Regions from separate parts of the Cricetulus griseus genome. Here region 2 is linked to region 1. The links are chromatin contacts, called in public Hi-C maps. All regions are on one chromosome and are shown on one strand. Each heading gives the region's core, a stretch centred on a gene start, on an enhancer-like site or on the middle of the called end of the contact. The rest is flanking DNA. Distances are from core to core; before and after follow the strand shown. Region 1 holds the start of Pdcd4 (programmed cell death protein 4). Region 2 overlaps Rbm20 (RNA-binding protein 20).

Region 1 (7,320 bases), core at 3,417-5,916:
AGGATTTCTCTGTGGCTTTGGAGGCTGTCCTGGAACTAGCTCTTGTAGACCAGGCTGGTCTCGAACTCACAGAGATCCTCCTGCCTCTGCCTCCCGAGTGCTGGGACTAGAGGCGTGCACCACCACCGCCCAGCTCCATCGGGTATCTTTATTTCCAGTACATTTAAATGAAATGGAGGCACCCGATAGCGGAAGGCACGTTCACTTAAAAGATTCAGGACTGATCTATAGAAAGAATCTAGTCCAGCCTGGCTTCCAGACGTCTGGAGTCTTCCTGTCTACCTGATCCGTGCACTGAAACCCTATTTTCTCCTCTGGCTTCGATTCTGACTAGTTACAATGGTTGGGCAGCTCATCCAATTTCTCTGGATCTGTTTCTCTCCTTTCAAATGAAAGGGCAGAGGTAGGGAATTACCGAATTTGCTTTAAACGTAAAAGTCCCACGATTACTAGTGACCTGCTTAAGCTTCATTTCTACTGCCTCTGAAGCACGGAGAGTCTTATCCCCATCACTGGGGGTGGTGAAAGTGTACATAAAAGTGCACAGGAAACCTTAAAACAATGCAAACATCAGCTGTCATCACTGCGATTCTTTTTGTGGCTTCCTCTTCAGGCCATATTTCAAGCCTTTCACTATTTGTACTAAAGGAGACATGGCCTCTTGTGGAAATTCCTAAAATCTTGGCCTCTACAAAAGGAGACCAAGACTGGTAAGTGCAGGTAAATGAAGCCGATGCAAATGACAATCTCATTTGCAAGTTCTTTGGAAGGAAGTGGACTAGACCTGCTCTCACTCCCCAGAAAGAGGGCTGCTTCTGAGTTTCATGCAAGGGCTTGAGCAGTGCTAAGAAGTCAGAGCCCTCCGATCTCCAGTGTGGCTTTGTCCAAAGTGTGAACCAGCCCTGAAGAGCCGCACAGCCACCTGCAGATGTTTAGGGGTTTGGCCTGTCACCTGTGCATGTTTACTCATATGAACCCGTAGCATGCCAAGCCTAACACCAACCCTTTCTCTCTTCTTTGCTTGTTTAGGGAATGGCTTCATACTGTTGCCCAGGCTGGACTTGGACTCATGGTAGTCCTCTTGCCTCTCTCTGGCTAAATGTTGGAGTTGCATGTATGGCTACCATACCTGGCTTCTGCCATCAACTCTTGCCTTTGGGATGGAGGGGAGTTATATTATCAAAGCCTTGCATCTAGAGACAGCCCCTAGATAGAGTGTGACAATTTTTACCTACACCTCACTGAATCTTTTTAGACATTAGAGGAAAATTCTGTCATCTCTTGTTTTTCATTCCCAGGACTCCTGTGGTGTTACCTAAGTTCATTGCATAGTGTCTCAAAGTGTGAGAACTTGAATGAATTGAGACCTCCTGGTGTCAATAATTCCTTCTTTTACAGTGCAGAACATTGGAGCATTATATTGATCTGGGGGAAGAGAAGTTGAAATGCCCAGAGCAATGCAGTTAGGAACAAAGTCAATAACTTAAAAGCAAAACTTAGAAACTCTATTACCCTTCTTCTCACAAACCCCAACATGCCCCACCCATCTTCTCTGTGCATCTTAACAGTGCTGAAACCCGAGGGAAACTGGGATACATATGCCTATCTGATCACACAGCAGAGTCTACTGTCACTTCTGAGCAGGTGGCTTGTCCTAGGTTATTGTTGGTCTTTTCTTTCCTGGAATGAATTGTTATGAAAGGAAATGGAAGTTACAGTTCTATCATTCTGGAATGAATGAGTGAAGAGGAAGGGAACCTCATATCTGACAGCAAAACTAATGTTGAGCCAATAGGCAAAGGGCTTTAAGTAACAAAAAGTCTACGAGAGTTTACAATGTGAGATGAAAATACAAATGGTGGCCAGGAATCCCAGGGACTCCTAGGCTTCAGGTGCCAGCTGTCCTGAGAGAGAAAAATGCCTTTTTCCAAGAATAGAAGGGTTAGTTAGGTGCTTTTCACAGAATAGGCAGCCAATAAATACTTGTAGATTGGCTTGCTAGGCAAGAATTCTTGGCACTTGGTTATTTTTCCATTTCTAATTTATTCTCTAATTTTGATTCTTTTAAAGCCCTTGGCTACAGAGGCACAGGTGAGCAGGGAGCAGCTGGGATAGAAGCAACGTTGGTTCCAGGGCCTATCATCTATATTCCCAAGATTTTTTTTTTTTTTGCAACATATTCTGGGATATCCTAAAGCATAAGAGTTCTGTGTTCAGATAAATAATTGTTAAGTTTCTTGGGCTGCCCACCAAAGATGCTAAGAGTCAGTAGTAAAGGAAAGTTTAACCTTTTCATGACTCATTCTTTCCAAGACGTGGCTATGAAACGGTTTCTCCCTCACTGTTTTTTTTTTTTTTTTTCAGGATACTTAATAAAATATTGCAAAATCCACATGCTTCTGAAAATACCTTCTGAATTTTACTGGTGAAGAAGCAGAAGGCTTGAGAAGGAAGTGGGGTTGTTATTGATAGCAGGGACCTGGGACTATAACGCCGTTCCTATCTTGCCCAAGCTGGTCAGCCACACACTAAGGTGGGTTTTGGGATTTCAGATTTTGGAGTGAGGCTTGAGATGGGGAGCAAAAAGGATGTGAGTATTTTTTGCTCTATTAGGCCCCATTTGCCAGAGCAGATTTGATAACACAAATATTTTATTCTCTGTTAGATCCTCTGCTAGGGCACATTTGCTAACAGACACTGTTTCAGAGGCCCAAGGTGCTCTTTAAAAATGGGGATTATATTATACTCTTATTTCAGAGGTTTTGGGATATTTGCCCTATAGAGCCTGGCTATACCGTGTGCTAAACAAGGGAGTAAAGGGGAGAAATTAGCAGTAGTCTGTAGCTGGTGGCAGGTTGGGAGCAAGAAAGGGTCAAGAACTAAGGTCAAGAGAGGGATGGGTAAGAAAGAAGCCAACACACACCGATTAGGGGAGAGAAAGGAGACAGCTGCAGATAGTTTAAAAAGCCACAAAATTGAGTGGCTAGGAAGCTCTGATTATAAATAATGACCATGACTCATGAGGCTAATTCAGATGCTGGCCATGTGAGGAAGTCCTTGACCAAGAGCTGATGATCACTACCAAGGACTGGGATTCTCTGTGAACTCATATAAGGAGCATTTATTGCATGGGTTAATAAATCTACAAAACGGCTTCATAAGCACACAATACAAAGGTGAGCCAGAGATAGATCTGGTGTCCAACAAGGCCATGTTCTTAGGGAGACAAGTCAGGACCAGGACTTGGATAAAATAATGCCAGGTAGAACTCAATCAGTGCCTCCAGAGGTACAACAGGCCAACACTCAGAGAAATCAGGTTTCAGAAAATGGATCATATTGGCACGAGGCTTGATAAAGACTGAGGGAGGCCAAGAGACATGAGTAGGATGTACCAGGCATTTCAAGATGACATGATACAAAGACCTGACAGGACCCAAGGGAGGATGTGGATCAGAGAGCTGTCCAAGTGGGTTCCAGAGAACTGTCCAAGGGGTATCCATGGACTCGGAAGGGTGTGGAGACATGGCCTCAGAGCCTGTAAGTCATGCTGTGGGTTGTAAGATGTCTGAGAAGGCGGCACCTCAGAGAGGCATTGGGGTGCTTGCGATGGAGCGTGTGTGTGTGTGTGTGTGTGTGTGTGTGTGTGTGTGTGTGTGTGTGTGTGTGTCTGTGTGTCTGTGTGTCTGTGTGGTAGCATTAGGTAACACTGTGTGTGTCTGTGTGTGTGTGTGTGTGTGTCTGTGTGTCTGTCTGTCTGTGTGATAGCATTAGGTAACACTGTCCAGGCAGGAGACTGGACATTGGGCCTAAGTTAGGGGATGGGGGTCACTACTGAGCGGGGAGGCAGTTCAGTTCCGAAAAGACCAAGGCATCTTTCTGGTATTGCCATTCAGACTATAGGTAAACATGGGCAGAGAACGCAGGTCAGTGCTTTATCAGGGGCACAGGATACTGCACACCATCTCTGGAGATGATGCCCCAGACAACACGAGGGCTAGAAGAGCCAGAGATGACAGCCCGAGGGAAAAGTCACACAAGACAGCTCTAGAAGGCTGTTTCAATACGGCAAACTGTAGCCATGGTTGAGAAACCCAGCCTTGAAATCCAGAATGCAAGGACCACAGTGGCCTGGCCGCTGAGCAAAAGGGACTTCAACTTTCGAATCTCTCTGATCTGGCAAACGGGAACGACTTTTTTTTTTTTTTTTTAATCTCTAATTTAGAGTGCTCGGGCCTGTACTGCGAGAAACTTCCGAGCACGTGGACACGCGGGCTGGAGCCACGCGTGAGAGCCAGGGCCGGGGGCAGAAGCAGAGGTCGGCTTTCCTGCACGCCCAGAAACGGAGGGGAACCCACAGCTCTTGGGTGGGCTGAGCCTGCCGACGCCCCGTGGAGAGCACAGGCGAGCCGGGTGCCCGAGCCGCATCCCAGCCCCCACTCCGGCTCGCTCTCCCCAGCGGCCCCGCCCCCGACTGCCCGCTGAGCGGCTCCGGAGCCCGGTGCGCATGCGCCGGCCGTCGGCGCTCCACCCCCCACCCCCTGCGCCCCGCCCCAACTTTCCACGTTTCACTTCCCTCCGTCTCCGCCTCCGCTGCAGCCCCGCCGCCACGATTGGCTGCCGGGCCTCCCCCTCTCGGCCAATCGCCGCCACGCCGTCGCCCCCGTGTTACTGGGTAGAACAAAACAAAAACAAACAGAGCGAGCGGGGCCAGAGGCGCTCCGAGGCGGCTGCGGCGGAGGCTGAGCAGCGGGGTCGGGGCCAGGTGGACCGGGGACCCGGGCGAGCGGCGGCGTCGGCGGTGAGCGGCGGCCGGACGGGGTCAGTACGGTGGGCGCGGCTCGCACGCTCGGGCTGCCGCGTCCTCCTCCCTCCGGGCCGCCCGGGGTCCGCGGAGGCGGCCGCACGTTGGGAGGGGGAGGGGGCGTGGAGGCCTGGACGCGCGCGGCGGGCGGTGGGGCGAGCGGCGGCGGGCGGCGGGCAAGCGGCCGGGGCGGCGGGCCCGGGTCTGCAGCCGCCTCGAAGCCCTCGGGCCCGGCCGCGCTCGCCCAACGCCAGCGGCTGCGGGGAGCCGCCGGGGCTCGGTCTCCGGGGCCGGGCCGGGCCGGGGCGCTGCAGCGCGCGGGCCCGCCCCCTCCTCCGCCGTCGCCCCTGCCCTACCCCGGCGGCTGGGCGCGCGGGCGCTCGCGGCCCCGAGGCGAGGAGCCCTCGGGTGCCCGTCCCGATGCAGTTGGACGTGGGGGCCGGGCCGGGGCGGTAGGGGAGGCGAGTGGGCCACACGGAGGTCGGGGGAGGGCGGGAGGAGTCGTGCGGGAACGCCGCTGCCACTGCGGGCTCCGCCGGGCCCGGCGCCAGCTCCCCCTGGCCGTCCCTGCTGCACTGGGCCCCCGAAAGGCAAAATAACCACAAGACAAGCTAGAGAAAACAAAGCCGAGAAGGGAGCCCCCTTTCTGCGAACGCGTGCTGCGCCTGCTGCCTGGGTCTGTGCGGGGCTGCGGTGTGCACAGAGGGGGCCCCGCTCCCCAGATGCCCGAGCCTGCAGGCCGAGGACTCCCCACGTCTCCCCCGCGCCCTCCGGGGCGCTGGCTCGGTAGCCAGCCGCTGTAGCCTCCTGTGGGCTGTCGTCCAAACGCAGCTACTGGTCGGGGTGAGTGGCGGGCGTGAGGCCTGTCTGCAGGATGCTGCGTGGAAAACATTCTGGGTAGCTTCACAGTGCTGGCATTCCCCGCGGTTTAAGAATTGGAGGCTTTGCGAAAGCCCGCAGTCCTTTTTAAAAGGCATGTCTGGGCATATATTCATATATGCCTGTATTGGCATTTATAGCCATAATATGCTTGCCCCCCCCCCTCTCTCTCTCTCTCTCTCATACACACACACACACACACATAGTGGCGTCTTCGAATTATAATTTGGTTAGTTTGTCTATTGTGGTAATGTTAAGGGAATAATACTTGTTAGGACTGCAAAAATAAATGTACATGGTTATTTTCTATAGCGATTGCTTTTGCCTTGCTGCGGTAGAGCGCTTTTAGCTGCTTGTAAGTTGCTAAGAGGGTGATTGTGTCCCAGGGAAGAATGAAAGTAATTGTCTAGTTAACATATGCTCTAACCCTGACTTGCAGAAATGCCAGAGTAATTTATGGGGTATTTAGGAAATCCACTGGAGGACAGTTAATTTCAACCTTACATTTTCTAACTGTACGCATGCTCATTGGGAACGATTTTGTATGGCGTGGTGTGGGGCGAATAGAGTTTAGATTTATTTTGTTTATTTATTTTTGCTTTGCTTAAGTTTGATGTGAGCATTTTAAGGATTTTTAAATTGTAAAAAAAAAAGGGGCGGGGGGAAGCCTGCCACTCTGAAGACAGTGGAACATATTGTCCTTTAGAACAGTTGTGCCGCTGTGGGTTGTGACGGGTTCCTGACTCTTTGATCCAGTTGTCATGGTCTGAAGAAGGAACTGTAATAATGTAATAATGTAATAATAATAGAGCAATATATTATAATTATTTTTAGTGTTTGTTGTAAGGACTCGGGCATTATTCTGGCCTGCCCCTGTCACCTGGCAGAATGCACCCTGGTCAGTCCAGGGATCCATGAGTCCATAGTCTGCATACAGGTTCGTAGGACCCCTTTAAAAGACAGACCCCGCCCACTTACCCTATTTTTCTCTCTCTCTTCTGCTGTTCCCCTGGGGCAGACAGGACTTTTCCTGTCTCCCTCTTCTCTTCTGTCCTCTCTCTGTCTCTTTACCTCTTTTCTCTCCTGCTCCCCCCCCTTTCCCTTTTTAATAAAACTTCTCACTAGGTTCTGTCTGCCTGGCCGTGTTTGTCTCCCGCCATGGTCAACCTCGCCTGTCATGGAATCCGCCAAGGTTCCCCATGTGCTTTATCACAACGTTGGGAAAGCAGTGCTGTAACAGTTGGCTAACTGTTGTCTGTGGTCTGTGTTGTCATAAGCTTTTGTTGTTGTTGTGTTGTGGTAGTTCACTGTGAGCTCTTGCATTGCATTTACAAGGTGGGATTCTGTTAGTGTGCTGCGGTTTCTCCTTGCACAGATCACCTGCCCTCCCGGATCTCTTGAATTGTATGCAGAAGGAATACATGAAGTGTATGAAACAATGCAGGCGTGATGTGATTGATTTTGAATTATAAAGGGCTTGACAAGCATTGCTTATAATCTTTTTCCTTTATTAGGTAGGAACTGCAGAAAGTATTTCCTCAAAGATTATTACTGTTATTTCGTAAAGAATGAAAAAGAACTTGACAGTATGACTTTAAACTCAGATCCCATCGAATGTGACAGATTTCCTATACCATG
Region 2 (7,320 bases), core at 2,062-4,561, 57 kb before region 1:
TGAATGGCAGAGCCGGGGATGATTTCACAGGGTTAAGGTTCCAACTTCTGGTCCCTCTCTGTCAGTAAGCAAGCACTTTCCTGGGACCACCATGGGCTTAGACTCTTGCCCTGTCTTAGAAGCAGCAAGATGTATTAACAGTGAGAACTGTGCGGGTTTACTGTGTGGCTATTGATCTGCATCCATGTCACCATAGAACAGAGGAAGAGATGTGACATCTGAGATTTGCTTGAAAAGAATTTCCAGGGTAGGAAAAGAAGGTCAGAGTACAGACCTCACAAGACTAGACAGGATTCGTTCTGCGTTCATTCTACATTTCTGTGTATTCAAATTGTCCTGTAATGTTATCCTAGACTGACTTTTTTCTCTTTCACTTCCACTTTTTGGGAATGATGACAGCATTGTGACACTCACACCATAAGGAGAGGAGCCTGAGTACTTCTTGTGATGACCTGCAGTGGGGGTTCTGTAAAACCTGTCTCTCTTTCTGCTGCCCCACCAGGCTACCCTCCTCTTCTTATTCCTGCTTCCCGGGGTCCGAAAGGAAGAACCAGGAAGGCATTACATACCAGGAGAGTAGAAAACATTCACCTTGAAACGTTTTACAAAATAAAGCTCCTGTCCAACCCACCCTGGGAATTTTACTGTGTTCTGAAAAGTTGCCCAGTTTGGGGACATAGTCTTTAGCCACTGCCTGATTCAGTTGTTCCAGCACAAGCCACAGGTTAGGTGATGTATAGACTTCATTGATCCCGGTGGCTCCCATTAGCTCTCTCAAGCTCCATTGTTTGTCATGTGTTGGCTGCATGAAAGCAGTGGCCCACTTCTAAGGAAGGCAGAAAGAATGCTCAAGGGGGTTGGGACATCCCTGTCTGGGATGAGTATGGGTAGAAAGAATCGTTCCGGGCAGGAGTGTTCTTCCCAGCCCTGGCCCAGCCTTGCCTCTTCCCCACAGAAGGTTTTGGTGCCATTCAAGCAGATATGGAATGGCTGACAGTGTGTATTCTGGGCAACTTGGTTACTTGCATGTGGCATGGAATATGCTTATAATGTTTAGACTTTCTGTTGAATACAAATACCATGTGCCAGAGGCATGGCCCAACTAATGCTGAATCCTTGGGTCTGTGTCCTTGCTTTTTCATGTCCCAGGATCAGAGTTATTGTCTTCTCTTGTTTTTCTTTCCTTTGTGTCTTCATCGGACAGCTGACCCCTCCCCGGCTTGGGCATTTTACGAAGTCTTCCCCGTGTCCCTAGGCTCTCACTCTGAAACCACAGATAGGTCTCCCTCCATTCTCACCCTTACTAGGCGTTTCTCCCAGGCCAACCCTTGACTCAAGCTGTATCAGATCAGTAGCCACGCCTTGCAGAGAGTGCAGAATTCCAGTGTCTGTCCACTAGACCTGGGTTTCCCTGAATGAGCTCTGTGAAGATGTCCACTTGTGTCTGAATGGCTCTGGAAGTCTTTATAAGTCACATAGGAAAAGGCACAGAATAAAAGCAGTTGGTTAGCCTTCTTAATGAAATTCATTATCAACATTTGACTTGGTTAATGGAGATTTTTTTTTTCTTTCAAGGCAGGGTTTCTCTGTGTAGCCCTCGATGTCCCAGTACTTACTCTGTAGACCAGGTTGGCCTTAATCTCGGAGATTCTCTTGCCACTACCTCCAGAGGGCTGTGATTAAAGGTGTGTGCCACACTGCCCAGTTCGTTCTTTTCCTTTCAGTGTCTGCTTTATTAAGATATAATTTACATGCCTTGCTTTCTGGATCCTCAGCCCTACTCTGGTCCTCCTCATGTTCACACTCATCTTTTGGATCAATCCTTTTATCTTTTCCGAAGAAGGTATCGTTTCCCCTCTGGTGGGCCAGGCAATGAGCAAGGCAGGCCATAGCTGCTTCCCGCCGACACCAGAGGTACTTGCTAATGATCTCTCTGCCTTTGCCTAGAAACCCGGGAAAAATGTGGCTGCTATCATCCAGGACATCCATTCCCAGAGGGAGAGGGACATGTTCCGAGAAGCAGACAGGTGAGGCTCCAGGTCTTAGGGCAGAGACCCGGAAGTTAACACATCTTCTAGCTTCTTGTCTTAGGGATGTCTAGGTTAGAGTTAATACTGCTGCGATGACACACCGTCACCAAAAGGCATTTGGGGAGGAAAGGGCTTATTTCACCCACAGTTCCCCGTAACAGCTCATCAGACAAAACGATTCGGGCAGGAACTTGTAACATGGAGACTCATTATTAATTATGAAAGCTCAGACGATCGCTTAGGCTTGTTTCTAACTAGCGCTGACAGTGTAAACTGACCCATTTTTATTCATTTGCATGCTGCTATGTGGCTCATGGCTTTTACCTCTCCTCTGGCATGCCTGGCTTCCTCTGAGTTTGCCTGCTGACTCCACCTTCTTCCTAGCGTCTTCTCTGCCCCCCAAACCCTGTCCAGTGATTGGCCATTCAGCTTTTTATTCAACCAATGCAAGCGATACATCTTCACAGTGTACAGAAAGATTCACAACAGGATCTCAAACAAGGAAGGAGCCTGAAAGGCAGGAGCTGATTTATAGGCCATGGAGGGTGCTGCCTGCAGGCTGACTCCTCATGGTTTGCTCAGCCTCCTTTCTTACAGAACTCAGGACACCAACCAAGGGATGGCACCATGCACAATGGGCTAGACCCTCCCCCATCAATCACAAATTAAGAAAACGCCTTTCTGGCTTGCCTACAATTTGATCTCATGGAGGCATTTTCTCAATTAGGGTAGTCTCCTCTCAGATGACTCTAGCCTGTGTCAAGTTAACATAAAATTAGCCTGCATGGGGATTGGAGTTGTAACTTGGCCTACCCTTGTCTCTGATCCATCCACCTGGCCTTTTAGCTCCTTCTAGTCCCTGTTCGTACAAAAGATACCGCTGTAGTCCAGAAGTGCTGCTCAGGTTAGGTGGGGACATGAGGGATGCTGGGTTCCCCTGGATACTCCTCCTGGGTGGCGAGGATTGCAGTGACTGCGGTTGATTTCTGGTTCTATGGGGACAAGTTTACAGGCTATTGGCACATCCTGGGTGTGCATGGTGGTGGCAGATTCTCTTTAGAGGTAGCCAGTTCCTGATTCTTACAAACTGAATGTAGATGTAGAAGTAAGAATGTATATGGGGGAAAACCGAAAACATACCTGATTCCTTGCACATTGGTGCTGGGCACTGAACGCATGTAATTTCCCAGCTGATTTCTTTCAACGTCATTTATGGCCCTTAAGATGGGAAAACAAAACCAGGCCTGCAGTCTCCAGAGTGGCCACAGGGGGTTCTCTAGCCTAACTGTAGAGGGACAGGTGTCCAGACTTTTCTCATGTTGGCTAAGAGAGAGACTCACCTAGTCCTAGTAGAGGTGCAACTCCCGGTCCTGGCAGGGAGGGCTACATTGTCCTCCATTTGCGAACCCACCCGATGGAAACGCTCCATCCTTCTGTGGTTTCAGGTGTGTGTAATCCAGGAGATCTGCTTAACAGTCTCAGGGAGCAGTGAGTGTTCAGGATTGGGCTTTTTATGTGTCTGATTTTTTTTTAATTTAAAATGGCGGTTACTTGGGGTTTTGATGGTGTGTATAGGACAGCTCATGGCACCTGCAGTTAGTTCTGTAGTGACAGAGTGGGGAGACTGTGAGGTTTGCCTCCGAGCCTTAGGCAGATCCGATTCCTGAGGGTCTCAATGTCTGCCTCTCAAATTTGAGAAGGGCTTCCCGATTCCTTGCTTTGTGGATCTCCCAGCCTGCCTCCTCACTCCTGTCACTCCCCGGCTATGGGCACCCCTCTTCCATTCCGAGAGCCTTAGCTACTTGTAACAAGGTCTAAATGAGAGGGAAAAAGAAGTTAAGTCACTTATATTCTGATGGGGTCCAAGTGGAGGAGTGGCTTCAAGTCTTAAGCCAACGACATTGAATCTGGGTTAGGCAGTGTCTCCAAGGATAGACATAGCAATCTCTCACCCTGTCTATCCCGGGGAAAAGACTTTCCTGTACCCTAAACAGAGCTTCTAAGAGGAGGTACGGTAGGACTGAGCCAAACCAGTATAATCACTCTTCCCAGCTAGGAGCAGACTGTAGGGGAGCCGGCAGAGGGAGGACAGGCTGGTTCCTGGCCACTCTGTGTAGTGCTGGGTTGTGAGTGATGGATGAACAGATGCGCGGGTGGTTCCAAGGACATCTCTGAGAGGATGAGGCCCTCTGCATCTGGGCGATGTGGGGTCTGGGCTCTGCAGCTTCTGAACACTGTTTTTTCCCTTCCTCCCAGGTATGGTCCAGAGCGGCCGCGTTCTCGAAGTCCAGTGAGCCGATCACTTTCCCCGAGATCCCACACTCCAAGCTTCACTTCCTGCAGCTCTTCCCACAGTCCGCCAGGCCCTTCACGGGCTGACTGGGGCAACGGCCGGGACTCCTGGGAGCACTCTCCCTATGCAAGGAGGGAAGATGACCGAGAACCTGTCCCCTGGAGGGAAAATGGGGAAGACAAGAGAGACAGGACCGATGTTTGGGCACATGACCGGAAACACTACCCCAGGCAGCTGGACAAAGCTGAGCTGGATGAGCGGCTTGAAGGAGGAAGGGGCTACCGAGAAAAGTACCTGAGGTCAGGGTCCCCCAGCCCACTCCATTCTTTGTCCAGCTACAAAGGGCGGGAAGATGGCTACTATCGGAAAGACGCTAAAGCCAAGTTGGACAAATACCCCAAGCAGGAAGTACCAGGAAGGTCCAGGAGGAAAGACGAAGCCAGACTTCGGGAAACTAGACACCCTCACCCAGAGGACTCGGGCAAGGACGATGAACTGGAGCCCAAGATCACCAAGGCCCCCGAGGATGGCAAGTCCAAGCAGAGTGAGAAAAGTAAAACCAGGAGACCTGACAGAGACCAAGGAGGAGCTGATGATACAAAAGAAAGCAGAACGGCAGAGAATGAGGTAATGATGCAAATGTGACCCTGGAAGGTGGGGCGAGCCTAGAGCAAATCTCAAGCCTCATTCATTGATGATGAACATGTACGGCATGAATGAACGTTTCTTACTGTGCAGGGCACTGTGCAAAGCACGCTGTGTCAGCTATGGCACTTAGTCCTCACAGCAGCCCTACGAAGTTAGGGTCGCCAGTACTACAGGGGAGGGAAGCAAAGCACAGGCCATGACACAACGGGACAGGCAGAGTTGTGGCTAGTGATCTGGTTCCAACTCCCACGGGACCTTGTCGCTTTCACTAGAAGTTCAGGAGAGACTTGGTGGAAAGGCCCTTTGTGGTTCTGTGTGCCCAGGGTGGAGTGTTCCTGGGTGTTGGCACCCACAGTTACCCAAGGGAGATTAGATCTTGGTCCATTCGGTGCACATGCCAGAAGTATCACTGACCTGCAGCTCCAATGACAGATAAGGAGAAGCAGCCACCGCCTCCTAAATTATACTGCAGGCTCAAGTATGGTGAGATTCTCCAGATAAAAGACTTTAATTTCATTTTAATCAAGTCACGTTGCAACCAGTGGGCACTTACACACAAGTCTGCTACACCACTGTGGTTCTTACTCGGGGGGTGGGGGAGCTGGGGTACCAGATTGAAATTCTAACTTGACCTGCATCTTCTCCTAGCTGAGGCATCGTATTAAATGGGGGTGAGATAGTAGAATTTCAGGGGTCTTCATAAGAAACTTAATTCTTAAAAATCCTCTGTGCACATCTTCTAGTCACTCTGACCCAGGACTTGGTGACAGTCCAAGAACCCAGAGACATTCAACACGGCTGCATTTTTAGGACATATTTAAAATATTCTGTTTTTTTTTTTTTTTAAACATAAGATCATGATTCTGGTAGAACACACAGCGAACACATGCCAAAGATTTCTATTGGCTCCCGCATTACATCTTAATAGCATATGAATAAAGCCAGCTCAAAGGAGGGGCTGATGAAGAGGAGGGTTATAGCAGCAGTCAACAGAGGGGTGTAACTGGTGTCCTCAGAAGGAAACATTGGCTGCATCCTCACTGGATAAAACTCATTTGCATCTTTATGTGGAAGAAGCATTTCAAGGACCAGTGATCAGTTCTCAACACAGTTGTAAAATCACTGGCCACCAAGAAGGATATGGTAGACAAATGCCTAGCGTTCTGTTAAAAAGGATACCAGGCCTGGGCCTAATGGCACAGGTCTGTAATACAGAGGGGTGGACAGAGGCAGGAGAATCTCAGGTTAAAGGCCAGCCTGGGCAACTTAGTGAGACCCTGACTCAAAATAAAAATGCCAGTGGCTAGGATGAAACTCCATGGTGGAGCATTGCCTAGTTACAAGAGGCTCTGGCTTCAACTCCATGTCAAATAAATAAGTAATTAAGCAAGTAAGTATATAAATAAATAGAGGAAGGGCAGGGGGTCTTACCAGGAATCAAAGTCTGCCATGTCTTCTCAACTGGCCAGACAGGAACTGCACGGGAGGTGACATCAGAGAAATGGGTGGGGTAGTGTTAAAGATTTACACTGGATTCTGAGAAAATGCAAGCCATCTGGCATTTTTAAAAAGAGGGTGCACTTTTCCCAGCTGTATCCCTGGGTTCCATGCTTGTGGATGCAAACAACCACAGATTGAAAATATTTGGGGAGAAAGTTTCGTTTTGAATAAATATCTATAAACTTTAAAAAAATGTTATGTCTAAAGAAGGCAATAAAATAACTATTCACATAGTGTGTGCATGGCACTAGGGATAAAAAGTGATCTAGAGGTGATTTAAGGTTTATATGAGGGAATGTGTCGGTTATAGGCAAATACATGGTCATTTTATATAAGGGCCTTAGTTACCTGCAGACCCTGGCATGTGAGAGAATCTGGAACCCCAGCCTCCAGAAACCACAGGGCAGCTGCAATTGCTAAGAAGTAGTCACGGAGTTGGGCGGGCACATGATCCCCTGGGCATGGAGTCTCCCTTCCCTGGAAGTCCACTTCACTTGTTCTTAGCATCTTTATCTTTGCTTACGGGTGCTGAGTAGCATCTCAACACCCCGCACCCTATGTCTCCTTCAACTTTCTGTGTTCAGAATGATCTGCGCACACATCAGGTGTCACCTTTCTCAACAGCGTCTACCCTCACCCTAAAACCCCCAAATGCAATCTCCACAATGCAAGAATCTTTTGTGTTCACAGCCTTGTCCCTGTCCTTGGAGTAGAGCATGGCACAGAGTATCTGTGGAAGAGGCAATGACTTAGCAGCAAAGGCTTGACTACTGAGAACCAGCCCACACTCTAGTCTCTGTCTCCCTGTTTTTGCTAAGTAGGTATTATCATTAGCTGCAATCGTGTTTT

What was found. A called contact is a pair of places that touch in the nucleus more often than the background predicts.
Region 2: a contact with region 1 is called in a Hi-C map of liver, with 2.8 times the contacts expected there. The contact joins the enhancer-like site here to the promoter of Pdcd4 in region 1. A contact is called at or near these places in 2 of 8 Hi-C or Micro-C datasets (fibroblasts and liver).

The regions. Positions count from the first base shown.
Region 1 is chr3:7,658,075-7,665,394 of CriGri-PICRH-1.0, reverse strand. Pdcd4 (programmed cell death protein 4) reads left to right here and starts at 4,666. Exons shown (of 12, transcript XM_027407016.2): 1 at 4,666-4,800.
Region 2 is chr3:7,713,477-7,720,796 of CriGri-PICRH-1.0, reverse strand. Rbm20 (RNA-binding protein 20) reads left to right here. Exons shown (of 14, transcript XM_035443060.1): 8 at 1,948-2,027; 9 at 4,287-4,950. Among named protein-coding and RNA genes, the nearest start is that of Pdcd4, 56 kb to the right of the region's middle. Within about 2 kb of position 3,311, at least 3 of the 6 cell types and tissues checked have open chromatin away from gene starts, as enhancers often do.